Linked DNA regions of Mus musculus: region 1 is linked to region 2. Evidence: chromatin contacts called from public HiChIP or PLAC-seq data. All regions are on one chromosome and are shown on one strand. Each heading gives the region's core, a stretch centred on a gene start, on an enhancer-like site or on the middle of the called end of the contact. The rest is flanking DNA. Distances are from core to core; before and after follow the strand shown.

Evidence for each region. HiChIP or PLAC-seq counts read pairs in DNA pulled down with a chosen protein or histone mark.
Region 1: a FOXA1 HiChIP or PLAC-seq map of pancreatic cancer cells shows a contact between it and region 2. The contact joins the enhancer-like site here to the promoter of Selenoi in region 2. A contact is called at or near these places in 5 of 39 promoter capture datasets (the C10 cell line, cranial neural crest, liver and 1 more), 1 of 15 datasets of contacts at CTCF or cohesin (the NIH/3T3 cell line), 1 of 484 Hi-C or Micro-C datasets (liver) and 3 of 115 datasets of contacts at active chromatin or transcription factors (acute myeloid leukemia, cardiomyocytes and pancreatic cancer cells).

Annotation. Positions count from the first base shown.
Region 1 is chr5:30,613,737-30,620,136 of GRCm38.p6, reverse strand. The region is part of intron 1 of Kcnk3 (potassium channel, subfamily K, member 3); the gene reads right to left. Among named protein-coding and RNA genes, the nearest start is that of Gm9899, 28 kb to the right of the region's middle. Within about 2 kb of position 4,451, at least 40 of the 459 cell types and tissues checked have an H3K27ac peak or open chromatin away from gene starts, as enhancers often do. A contact at or near this core is called in pancreatic cancer cells, where this site is marked.
Region 2 is chr5:30,228,878-30,234,937 of GRCm38.p6, reverse strand. Selenoi (selenoprotein I) reads right to left here and starts at 2,357. Exons shown (of 10, transcript NM_027652.3): 1 at 2,123-2,357. The coding sequence starts at 2,179.

The DNA of each region.
Region 1 (6,400 bases), core at 3,202-5,701, 380 kb before region 2:
CCAGGTAGTCTTCCTGGATTCCTCCTAGCTGAAAGTTATTAGTGCTTTATTTGGGAAGTTCTGAGAAGGCTTATTTATGAACTCCAGGTCTCCCAACTACATAAAGCTAAACATTAACTTTGGGGGGGGGGAGCCCTGGCAAGCCTGTAATGGCCCCCTCTAACTTCTACCTTCAAAGGGAGTCCTAATATACACATCATGATTATATTACAGACCAGGATATTGTGAGCATTGCCTGATCTGAGTTCAAATTCTCCCATCTACATAAGACATTTTTGAGCCTTACTTTTTACATCTGTAAAATGGGGCTAATATATCATCTGCAGCAAGGGCTTTGGAGGAATAAATGAAATAATGTATTGATGCACTTAGCCTAGAGCCTGGTATATCTCAAATGCCCCACAATAGCACGCTGATTAATAATGAAGGAGGTGGCAGAACACTCTCACGTTTCCAAGAGATCGCCCAGCTTGGGAGTAACTGCATTCCAGTGGAGCCACCTCTGACAGCCTAGGGCCGGTCCTTAGGATTCTAAAGCTCAGAGAGGCCTGGAAACAGATGTTTGGGGCAGGGGTAAAGGCTTCAAGACTGTCCATAAAATGGCTTCCCTGCCCCACTGTGGCATCTATCCAGTGGTTGTGCCCCTTCTGCCAGGGGCTGTACAGTTGAGCCATGGTGCCTGGCTTCACTGCACCCCAATAGGGCGAGAACAGATTGTGCATACCAGCTGGGTCCCACAGCCATCCACAACTCACCTCGACAGCTGGGCATGCTACCAGCTAGCACAGTGTCTCATCCTGTCCTTTCCTGTCCCTCAGACCAGCACCACACAGTATATGGACCCCTGACTCCTCTCTGGATATGACACTAGGGGCAGAGCTCTACACAGAGGGCACAGCATGGTTATGGCTCCAGCTGTGTAACCCTGGGCAAATTGCTGTCTGTCTCTGGGCTCCTTTGCCTTGTCTGTACTTGGGGTCCAGGCCCATGACCTAAAGCTGTTATTCCATGCCCTAGCGCTTGTCCCGATCTTCCTCAGGAAGTAAAGGAGACAAATGGCTTGGGGAAGCTTTCTGGAATCTTTGGAGTATTCAACTGTGAGAGGCCCTTGGAAAATCATCTGAAAACACAGGTTCCTGTGTGCGTGTGCGTGTGTGGTGTGTGTGTGTGCATGTGTGTGTATGTGTAGCCATCTATAGCCACCCCGAAGAGGAAGGAACCCTTCCAAAGCACCTGTCTACCTCTCACCAGCTTGCTCTGGGTTCCATTAAAGAATAATGCCCTTCAGGAAAACCCAGTGCCCTCCTGCCTGGCTTCCTTTGCCTGGATAGGCTGCCTACAAAACAGCTCTCCTGCTCGGCCCTGCTGGCTGGGCCCTCAGGTGCTGCCCTGGCCCCTCACCTGACATCCAGAAGCCCCTTTACCTTCTCCGCAGGGTTTTCCCCCTCCTTCTGCTCCTGCTCAGCTCCCACCCCTGAGGGGGGCAGTGCTCAGCACCCACATTTAGCCACAAGTACACCCCCAACTTGGTAATTCTCAAATCGAGTGACTCATCCAGACCTGACCCAGGCCCCTACCAGGGCCAGAGACAGTGCTTGACCTTTGTGGGGCAGATGGCCAGACTGGCCCTCACTCCCTACCACAGCCAGGCTCACTAATCAAAACTTTTACCCTTAGAATAAACTTTTAACTTTGCCCTCATGAACATCCCCCGGTCACTCTTTGATTTGTGCCTGACTGTTTTGCGGCTGGAGTGGAGACGTCCTTTGAGTTGGCTATGGCCCCTAGGCATTTCTCACTCTGTATTCATGCCAGGGCCATGTCAGGAGGGGAAACTGAGGCCCAGAGAGAAGCGCATGAAGCCTCAGCTGCAGGCACTATCTTGAGCCAGCTGAGATATCAGTAGGACAGGGGAGCCGCCCTGGAGACAGACTTTTTTCATCTTGGGGCTGAGGGTGAGCGAGCCTATCCCTTTGTCTTACTGTCACTGGACGAAAGGGCAAAGAAGCCATGAGGACCTGCTGACGTGGGTGCCTAGCTTGGATGGCTGCCAGCTAGGGTGGAGTCCGTCCCAGGGGACCCGGGACTTCTGGGAAGTCACCGGGAGTTTGGCCAACCCTGTCCCCCTGCAGTGGGGCAGCAGTGTGCCTAGTTTGGCTTTGCAAGGGAAAAGGTAAAAAGAACTACCAATTGCTGCCTCTTCAAGTCTCTGGTTGGGGGCGGGGCTCTGCTAGTCCCTCTGGGTACCAGCGCACGCACGCAGGGGCTGCTCTCTGAGGCTGATTCTTTTTGGGTACCCTCTCCTAGTACCTGTTAGACCAAACAGCCAGAACTCCTATCTTGAGCATAGACTCTGGCGGCTGCCTCCCTGAACACTCACTAGGGCTGTCCCTTTCCATCTCCCATCCTGAATCCACCACGGGAAGACAGAGGTTCTTACTAATCATTTGGTCTAGTCTTGGGGTTTTACAGATAAGTCACTGAGGAGCAGAGAGGCTTGCTCAATGCCTAGAGGTGGTAACAACACGACAAGGTTAAAGCCAAGGATTTTAGATAATGAAACCAGTCCCCTGGCTGCTGCCTAACAGTTCAGGTGTGGCCAAAGCTCCACCTACTCATTCAGTCAGAGCTATCGACTCTTCATAGGAAGTGACTTAGATAGGAGATGGGTCTGGGCACAGAAGCCACCAGGACCAGCAAGATAGCTCACTGGGTAAAGGCATTTGATGCCTAGCCTGATGGCCTGATTTAATTCCTAGGAGATTCCACAAGTTCCTCTGACCTCCACAATATACCACAGAATATATGTGCAGTCACACAGACATACACACACAGACACAGATACAGTCACACACACAAACACAGACACACACACAGACACAGACATAGTCACAGATGCACACAGACACACAGAGACACAGTCACACACACACACACACACACACACTAACACATACATACTCTCTCTAAATAAATAAATGTAATAAAAATCTCTTTTAAAAATTCAGTGGAGGAAGCTGTGGCTGGACATAAATGTTAATTATCAGCATAAATATTTTAGGATAGCAAGGAACTAAACAACAGTATTGAAAGCCTCAGGCCTCTATCCTCGTCTCTGCCTGGTGTCAGGAACTCAACCACTGGTTGTAGCTCTGGCTTTCAGAGATCTAGGGGGGCATGGAGAGGGTGTGTCTTCCCCTCCCCCTCTCCCTCCTGGTCTCTTCTCCCAGTGGCCTGGCTCCTTCTACTTGAAGCAGAATTCTAAGCTCTTGATAATAGGCTGGTCTTGGCCACCTGCTCCCCACTGGCGCCAGGAGTGTGTTAGCCTGCCTGCCTGCCTGCCTGCTTCCTACCCTTGGCCTAACTGGCCCCCAGGTGGACCCATGGCCCCATCTCGGGTGGAGCTGAGTGTGTGGAGCTGGAGGGCAGGAGGCTGAGGTCTGTCCTCAGCTTGGCTAGCACTAGCTTTGTGTCATCCCTTTTCATTCCTGGTTCTTACCCTGGCATTTTTCACTGTCCTGAACGTCTTTTAGTAGTTTCTCTGTTCAGCCACCCACTCACAAGATCAAAGCTTCCATTTGTGAAGTGTTGATCAAATACAATATTTTACTACATGGAACCAGCGCCAAGGTGATGATTCTTAAGACTCTAATTAGTTTATTTCCCCCATCAAAATCAATTAAGAACACACTTGTCAATCAGAAACTTGAGATTAGCATGGGATAATTGATTCTGCAAGACTGAATCAGGCTATCCTTACATGTGGGAAACGCTGCAGATAGGTAGGGCATCTGCAATTCAGTGAGGCAGAAAGTGCACAGGCTCCATAGCCAAATAGCTCTTAACCTTGGCCAGGTTCTTTAACCCTTTGAGCCTCTAGTTTCTCATCTGTGAAATGGGTACAGTGACCTCATGAGAGATTTGGTGAACTAGTAGATTTGAGATGCCAATGTGAATATATTTGGGTTCCCAAGATTGCATGAACATTAAAGCCCCCCCCCCACAACGTGCTATAATCAATGTTTATTGACATTAATTTCCTCAGATACCAGCTCAGTGGTATGTTAAGGGTTGGATGAGAAAAGAGTTGTTTGACTCAATTAAATTGGGAAAATAGGGACTAAAAAGAATGTTTTTATCATGTGACTTAAGTGTCACATGGTCATACCCGTCCGTGTTCCCATGAATAGCTGGAGGAATGTGTCATGTTTCTCATGTATTTGACGGCAGAACATTTTTCTCACAGTGCTTATTGCTAAGCTAGGGTTCCTCTGAGCATGGTTTGGGAAGCCCTCCTCTGTCACATCAAGAACTTATGTGGTCCTTCTTCCAGGTCCTTCTTTGACTCTGGGTCTCTGAGCCCCATCTCTGGGCAGATTAGAACCTTGGCAGTTCCTGGCTGTGCCCTGCCTCCCAGCAGACTTGCTTATCTAGAGTAAATACAGCCCTGGCCAGGGGAAAGATGAATGAGGTGACCTGTGGTCTGAGACACCCAGAGGCTTTGCACACTAGGTCGTTGTTGGAAATGGGGGAGGGGAAGGGTGACCTGAGTGCGCTGCCAGAGCTTGCTAAGCAGAAGGAAGGCAGTTCGGGCTCTGGGGAGGGACGATGCCAGCAGGCTGGGAAGGAGAGCGGACAGGAGGGAGCGGTCAGGATTGAGCTGTGGGTGCCTGGAAAAGGTTCTTTGGGGACTGTGCCCCTCAGAGCTGGAGCTCTGGAGACCATAGATAGCAATGTGGAGACAAGAGCCAAAACCAGAATGGGCGCATTAAAGCATCTGAGGTGGAAGGCATCAGGCATTGGTACTCAGGCTCTGCTCTGAGGGGAAGGGTGGCTGGCCTAGCAGACATTGCAGAGAGTTCAGGTGCTCTCCCAGTCTCTGGAAGATCCAGTCAGGCAGCAGGCTGTCTAAGGAGCTCCGAGGGCTTCCTCCATGTGGAGGAAGGGCCTCCTTGCTCACAGCTTCATCTCTGTGCTCTCTTTCCACACAGAAGTCTGCAGGCTCTGGCCCCTCGGACTCTTTGTGGGCACCCTTTGTGTCACGCACAGGACTTGGGTAGGTCATTATCAATTGCTGTTCTACCTGGAAAAACCAAAGATCTATAAGGTAAGGCTCTGTGCAGTGATGGTGACCCCCGAATTCTTGCTCCCCTTCCCAAATTCCTAATTGCAAAGAGAGGAGGCCATCTCAGGATTTTTTGTTGACTCTCAGCCCTGGCCCTTGTTTGTATATACCCTTTCCGCCTTCAAAATAAGCCCAACTCTAGGCCCCCAAATAAGCCCCTGGCTGTAGGTCTGGCTCAGCCCAAAACTAGGTCTGCAAAGGCATCAGGACTCCAGGGAGTTGGGTGGGGGCGGGAATGAACATGCAGAACTGGGTCTGGGGTTTGTCACCCTCCGGGCCAGAACTCCTGAAAGGACAGTTCTAAAACAAGGCACCCATCTCTTCTCTCCCTGCCCCTTCCCAGGGCCTCTTTGTTCCATCTTGGCAGCTCCATTTTCAGCCTCTGCCCTCCACTCTATAGCACCAGCTCCCACACTTCCCATCCCTGACTTCTTGGCTTTCCCCTCTCTCTTGAGCTGACTTGCACCCCACAGGTGTCTGTCCCTGTTACTGCCTGAGGACTTCTTATGCAGAAGAGCTCTGGTGCCCCACCCCCAGCCTCCCAGGCCCATGCAAAATGGGGGAGTTGAGAGGGAGGGTGCTGGTGTCATGGAAAATCCCTGCAGCAGCCAAGGTCAGTGTTTGCAGACACAGTCTGGCCTGCAGCCAGGCCTGCTTCAGGGCTCAGCTCCTTTGCCGCCCCCCCACCCCCCAGCCCAAGGCTAGCTCTGTGCAGGGGCCTCATAGGTTTAGAACAGAGGCTTTAAGCAGGGAGCCTTAGGAGGGGTATGTGCTGCATACCAAGGCCATTGGGTGGTTCAACATGCCCATTTTACAAAGGAGTAAACTAAGTCCTAGAGGGAAGCAGAGGACCAGAGCCACACCCATAAGTGTCTGGCAGAGTGAGGACTAGAATATCCTACCCTATCCTCTCAGTCTCCCCCAATGCTGTAGAGGGAGCAGCTTTGTTCATTCCACCAGGACAAGGAATAGTAAATGCAGAACTAACAGTGTTCTTCAACTCAAGGGTAGCTTGCAGTTGGGCTACATTCAAGGTTGGGGAATGTGGCCAGGAGAGGTAGACTAGATGACCAAACCGAAGTCCTTGATGTCAAGGTAACTTCCATATGGAAGTAAATCAGACGAAACCATTTGGTGGATGGCTTTAAAGGTTCAGTGTTTTCCCCAAAGCAAAGGTAATTACAACACTCACTATTGAGAGATATGACAGAGTTGGCCAGCTTGGGGAGTGACTGGGGTGGGGGCAGAATGCGGGGTGGAAGTGAAGAGCCCTAG
Region 2 (6,060 bases), core at 1,108-3,607:
CCAGAAGACGTACGTATTGAGAGTATATAAAACTGAATCCACCCCAGGCTTTCTTCTGTACTGGAAATCACCTCTTTCTTACTACAGAAACCTAATTACCTCTCTGTGTGCACCCCTCTCAGCAGCTACTATATGCAAGTGCCAGGTTTCCACGTGTAGCTCTCAAATGTACCTCTAGGAAAGATAGAAAAATTAAACTGGTTCAAAAGTAATTTTTTCCACCAGCTGGTATAGGAGTGTCATTTCTTTTCTCTGTATTTTTTTGCTCTGTTATAAAAGGTCACACCCGATTAAAACCTCTTTAAGTATTTTGATTGCATGCTTGGGGGTGGTGTCTTAATCCGTTATAAAGCATGTACTCTCTGAAGACCACACAATGAGAAGGCAATGAGAAAGAAAGGATCTCTGTGTGCAATTTCACGTGCCAACAAAACTGACCACACAGATTTTTCTTTCCCTTTGGATGCCTCTGTTTCATTCTTTTAAAATGAATGTGGTATGGCATCCAGCAGAGAGCCTTCTACTAGAATTTAAGGTTATACATTTGTGATTGATTTTGGATCCCGCCTCCAAAAAAAGCCTCACTGTAACTAGAATAACATCAACATTTTAGTGACTGCTGGGACGATTGCAAAACTGACCTTTGTTTTCCAGAACGATAGGAAACCGGTTGTCAAACACAGGAGCTGAGTCAGATAAGGAAGGGACAGCCACAGAAAACCACACCGAGATGTCCGATAAAATAAGACTTTTATCTAGCTGGGACTATAAACCTAGAGAAGACGGTGAGGAAAACTAGGCTCACTGAATAAAGCTGCCACTTTATAAAAACTTGCTCTAAAAGTCAAGACTCATTTTCGAAGAAAATATTTTGGCTGCCAATCTTTGCAGTGCAGCACAGATAACCAAGAGGGTGATGCAAACACACACAGGAGGTATCTGGGTTAACAGCCTTCTGACCCAAGCCACTAAGAAAGCTCTGCAATTTCTTCCTTCCCAGTTACAGTTTTAAGGTAAGTCACCACCTTAATTCAGAATAGTATGGTCCAACACTGCTTCAAAGAAGAATATCCTAGGGCCTTCTAAAGCCCCTGGGTTTTTTTTTTTCTATTTCAGTTAAACAAAATGAAGATTTTTCCCCCCAAAATATTAATTCATTGCACAAATGTTTCCTGGATGACTACTACCCACAGGACTAGCCTCATCATTTGGACATTCTATTCGGCACACACTAATTTCATAAAGGAACAGATTGCCCTCAAGAAAGGCTTACCAAAGATGAAACACCAAACCTCATTATTTCACATTAAGACACCTGGATGGCCAGTAGTTCCCTGGGGGGACTACTAAATCTGTATTTTGCAACCCCAGAATGCTGGAACCACCAGCATTTCTTGGGGGTTCATGCCGTGCCAGACTCTTTTCAACCCTTTCCAATATACTAAGCACAAGAGAAACTCACACTTAGGCTAAAGAGCCTAAAAGAGAGGCTGAGTAGGGTTTCAACGACTCGTCCAAAGCCAAAAGAAGAAACTTGACTTTGGCATCGCGTTTCTATGTACTCCAAAGCCCGCGCGCTCTTTGCACTATACAGTTTCTTCTAGTGCACAACGTCTTAACCTGCAGTGCCAGCGCTACGAGCCTCAGTGAAAGCCCTTTTCCAGGGGTAGGGTGGAGTGCATCTGCATTAAGGCCTGAAAAAGTCACTTCCCTCCCTTAGCATCCGCTAAAAGACCATCCAGATCTCTGAAGTTGTAAGCACTGAGAGGCATGTGAGAAGCTCATTCAAACGACGACCAAAAGAAGGGAACAACACCCTCTCTGGGAAAGGCTGAAAACCCGCCGCAGTGACAATTAATAAGGAAAAGGAGAGAAAGGAATTTCTTCACCCCACTCTCTAAGGAAAAGGCAGTCTCCCGCGGGGTGCCAAGACCGGGCGGCCGGCCTAGGATGCTCCCAAGCTTCCCGACCGCGACCTCCCGCCCCCAGAATCCCCTTCAACAACGCCCGCCGGCGCGCCACGCGGCAGGCGCAAGGTGACACGGACCGCGCCGGCCCCTCGCCGGCCAGGGCGCGGCCCGGGCGCGGGGGAGATGGGCGACCGCCTGCTCGCCTTCTCTACCTTGTACTTGTCAAAGCCCGACAGCTGCTCTGGGCTCACGTATTCGTAGCCAGCCATGACGACCCGAAAACTGAACGCCCACTCCGCAGCGGCAGCGACACTGCGCGACAGGGCAATGAAACAGGAGCAGCACACGGCGTTGTGCAGAGCTAGGAAAGCCTGGGCTGGTAAAGAAGGTAGAGGCGCGCTCCGCCCACCGCGCACGCGTAGCGCACCCAGTGCGCAAGCGCAGCCCCGCGGCTCCCGCGGGTAGGGACACCGCCCCTTACACGGCCCGCCCCCAGCACCGCCTCAATCCAATCGGCACGGGATGGCCATCGCCAAGTCCCGCCCCTCCTACCGTCTTCGTCGCTTCATTTGCCAGAGTCAAAATAGGTGAACTGAAGTAAGAGGAGGAGTGAAAGGTCAACTTCCCAGCAGCCTTTGCTCTTGTCTCTGCTATAGGAACCCCGAGTGATTGTGTGGGATGCTCGCATAATCTTGTGGCCCGGGTGAGTGTGTACGGGGGCGTTCGAGGGGAAGGGCGGAGGCAGGTGTGTGCCACAGCGGGCTGTGAGCGCCTGGAGCTTCGGGATCCTGAAATGATGATGTCGGGCGAACGGGAAACATCGAGTAATCCAAAGGGACTTGAAAATCAGTCCCTTCTGATCCATGATGCTTGTGAACCTTGGACTGCCTCGTCAAATTCCACTGGTTCAGCCGGTGCGAATTCCAATTGCTTAAGTCTCCTCGATTCCCCCATAAAACCATTGATCTCTCAATCTCGACGGGGCCCTGTGTTTACAAGGAGTGATTTTACAACTAGGGCCCAGTGCATTGTAGAAAGAACACGTCACCAGTGGTTAATATGTGTCTAATAATAGGAAATGTTTAATAATTGCTACTTTTTATTGCGTGCCTTACGTGCAGAGAATTTTGCATACATCATCGCCAACCCATTAACTTTGAGATGAGAGGCATTTGCCCCATTTCCCTTAGCACACAGTCCGGAGTTGTGTATTCTCCAGTACCAGCAAGAAATTCAAATTACAATGCCTATCCAGAAGCACTTATTTGGTTGGAAATGGTTAGCCCAATTAGAAATATAGCCCTATTAGAAACAGATTATCAGTGAGTCTAATAGTTCCCTTGTTCCCTGGAATGAGGGCAATTAATTTGAAATCTCCACTTAAGTTCCTTGGAGTCATTCACTTAACAAATTGCTGTCAGGACCTAAGATATGCTAAGCACAGTTTCCGGCTTTTTTGAGACAGGATCCCATACCAGCTCCTAGCTAGCCTGGAACTCACTATTCAGCCCAGACTAACCTCAGATTCATGACAATATTATCAATATCAAGTGTGAGCCACCACACCCACCTCTAAAATGTACAGTTCTTAATGAGATGATGCATATAAAGTGTCCATTAAACCAACATAAAATCTTTGCTATGTAGTTTTTCTAGTCAATATAAATATGACAAAAAGAATCTTGTCATCAATTTTTTTTTAATATGAGCCTTGCACCATTCCATCTGAAATACAAACCATACTTAAAATACTTTAACTACTTGTGGAAAAACATTTAAAAGTGACAGGATAGGGCTGGAGAGATGGCTCAGCCGTTAAGAGTAATGACTGCTCTTCTGGAGATCCTGAGTTCAACTCCCAGAGGTGGCTCACACCCATCTGTAGCTCCAGTTCCAGCGAATCTGATGCCCTCCTGTGGCCTTCAAGGACACTGCATGCACAGGATGCAGGCAAACACACACCCATACGTGTAAAATAAAAAGTAATTTTTTAAAAACTTACACAACTGCAAACTAATAACAGTACATGAGCTACACATTTATTATCCACTTTACATCGGCTCACAACCCCCCTCCCTCCTCTCTTCCCAGTCCCACCCACCCTTACCAGTCCCTTCCCCATTACCACCCTACCAGAGCTGAGTGTGGCTGTGGACCCCTACAATCCCAGCTTTCTGGAGAGCTGAGGTGTAAGAAGAATCACTGTAGCCAATGTTGACTTAAACTCATGATCCTCCTGCCCCAAAGGCAATCTAGGAAATATTTTTTTAAAGAACAATTTTGAATGTTTTAAAGGACTCTTGTTACCTTTAATTATGTGTGTGAGTATGTGCACGTAAGTATAGGTGCCTGAGGAGACCGGGGCCATCTCGTGTCCCTGGAGCTGGAGTTAGAGGCGGTTGTGAGCTTCAGGACGTGGGTGCTCAGGAGGAACCCTGGTCCTCTCTGCATAGCAGTCAGCACTCTTAACTACTGAGCCATCTCTCCAGCCCCACAGCTTTAAATTTTGTGACAGCGAGTAGTTGCGGTTCACTGCCTCTCCTGTGTGGATGGTTGTTAAAACTTAGAATCAATTATAAATCCTGAGATCTTAAACAGAAATAATACAGAACTTTGTCTGGCCTTTGTCATCTTATACTTGTTATCTGAGGGATCTTCAACAATTCAATTTCACTTTGCCCCAGTTTTTTTTTTTAATTAATAACATGTATTTGTGGGGGAGAGTGAGCATGGATGGATCAGAAGACAGTTTTCCACAGTTGATTTTCTCCTCCCAACTTGTGAGTTGTGGGGAATCTAACTTATGTTATCAGGCTTGGCACCAAAGTGCCTTTACCCTTTAAGCCATCTTGCCAGACCTTAAGGTCTCTTGTGGGAAGCCGCCCCCACATTCGCCGTTACAAGATGGCGCTGACAGCTGTGTTCTAAGTGGTAAACAAATAATCTGCGCATGTGCCAAGGGTAGTTCTCCACCCCATGTGCTCTGCCTTCCCCGTGACGACAACTCGGCCATGGGCTGCAGCCAATCAGGGAGTGATACGTCCTAGGCGAAGGATAACTCTCCTTAAGAGGGACGGGGTTTCGTTTTTGCTTTTGGGGGGCTCTTGCACTCTTGCTCCTGAAGATGTAAATAATAAAGTTTTTACCGCAGAAGATTCTGGTTTGTTGCGTTCTTCCTGGCCGGTCGCGTGAACGCGTGTAAGAGTTGGTGCCGAAATCCGGGAAGAAAGAACCCAGGACGAAAAAACCCAGGACAAGAAAACTCGGGACGGGAGTTAACCATCACCGGCGCAAGGAAGATCCCTCATTCCAGAACCAGAACTGCGGGTCATGGTAATGAAGTGTTCCCATAAAACAGACTGTTGAGAAGGATTCAACTGCATGAATTCAGAACTCTTCAGCTGGGGAACAGGGGTACCAGTGAGTACAGCTTTACAAGGTAAGTCTGGTCTTAAACTTTCTAACGAAATTCAAGACAGTCTATCAGAAGTAAAGTGGGAAATAGCTTTACAAGGTATGTTTGGCCTTGAACTTTTTCTAGTGTTAGGAGCCTTTTTGTTCTTTTTCACATGTTATCAAGTGATTAAGGTAGGGCTAAAAATTCTGGATGAAATTCAGGGCAATCTATCAGAAGTAAAGCGGGGAGAGAGAGTAGGAGCAAAGAGGAAATATGGTTCACAAAATAAGTATACAGGCCTTTCCAAGGGTCTTGAACCCGAGGAAAAGTTTAGGTCAGGTAAGAATACCTGGGGAGAGATTAGAAGGAAGGAAAAGAAAAAAGAAAAAAAAAAAGATCAATTAGCGGAGGTCTCTAGGAGAAGGAGCCTATACTCATCACTAGATGAGCTCAAGGAGCCAGCTCTTAGTAGCTCTGAAGCAGATGAAGAATTCTCCTCTGAAGAAACAGACTTGGAGGAGGAAGCAGCTCATTATGAGAGAAAAGGGTACCAGCCAGATAAAGTGCTAGCTAATCAGTTAAGGAAAAAGCCAAAAGCGGCTGGCGAAGGCCAGTTTGCTGCTTGGCCTCCGGGCAGTCGGCTTCAAGGTGCACTTCCGCCCTATGCGGAGCCCCCGCCCTGCGTAGTGCGTCAGCCCTGCGCAGAGAGGCAATGCGCAGACTCATTCATTCCCAGAGAGGAACAAAGGAAAA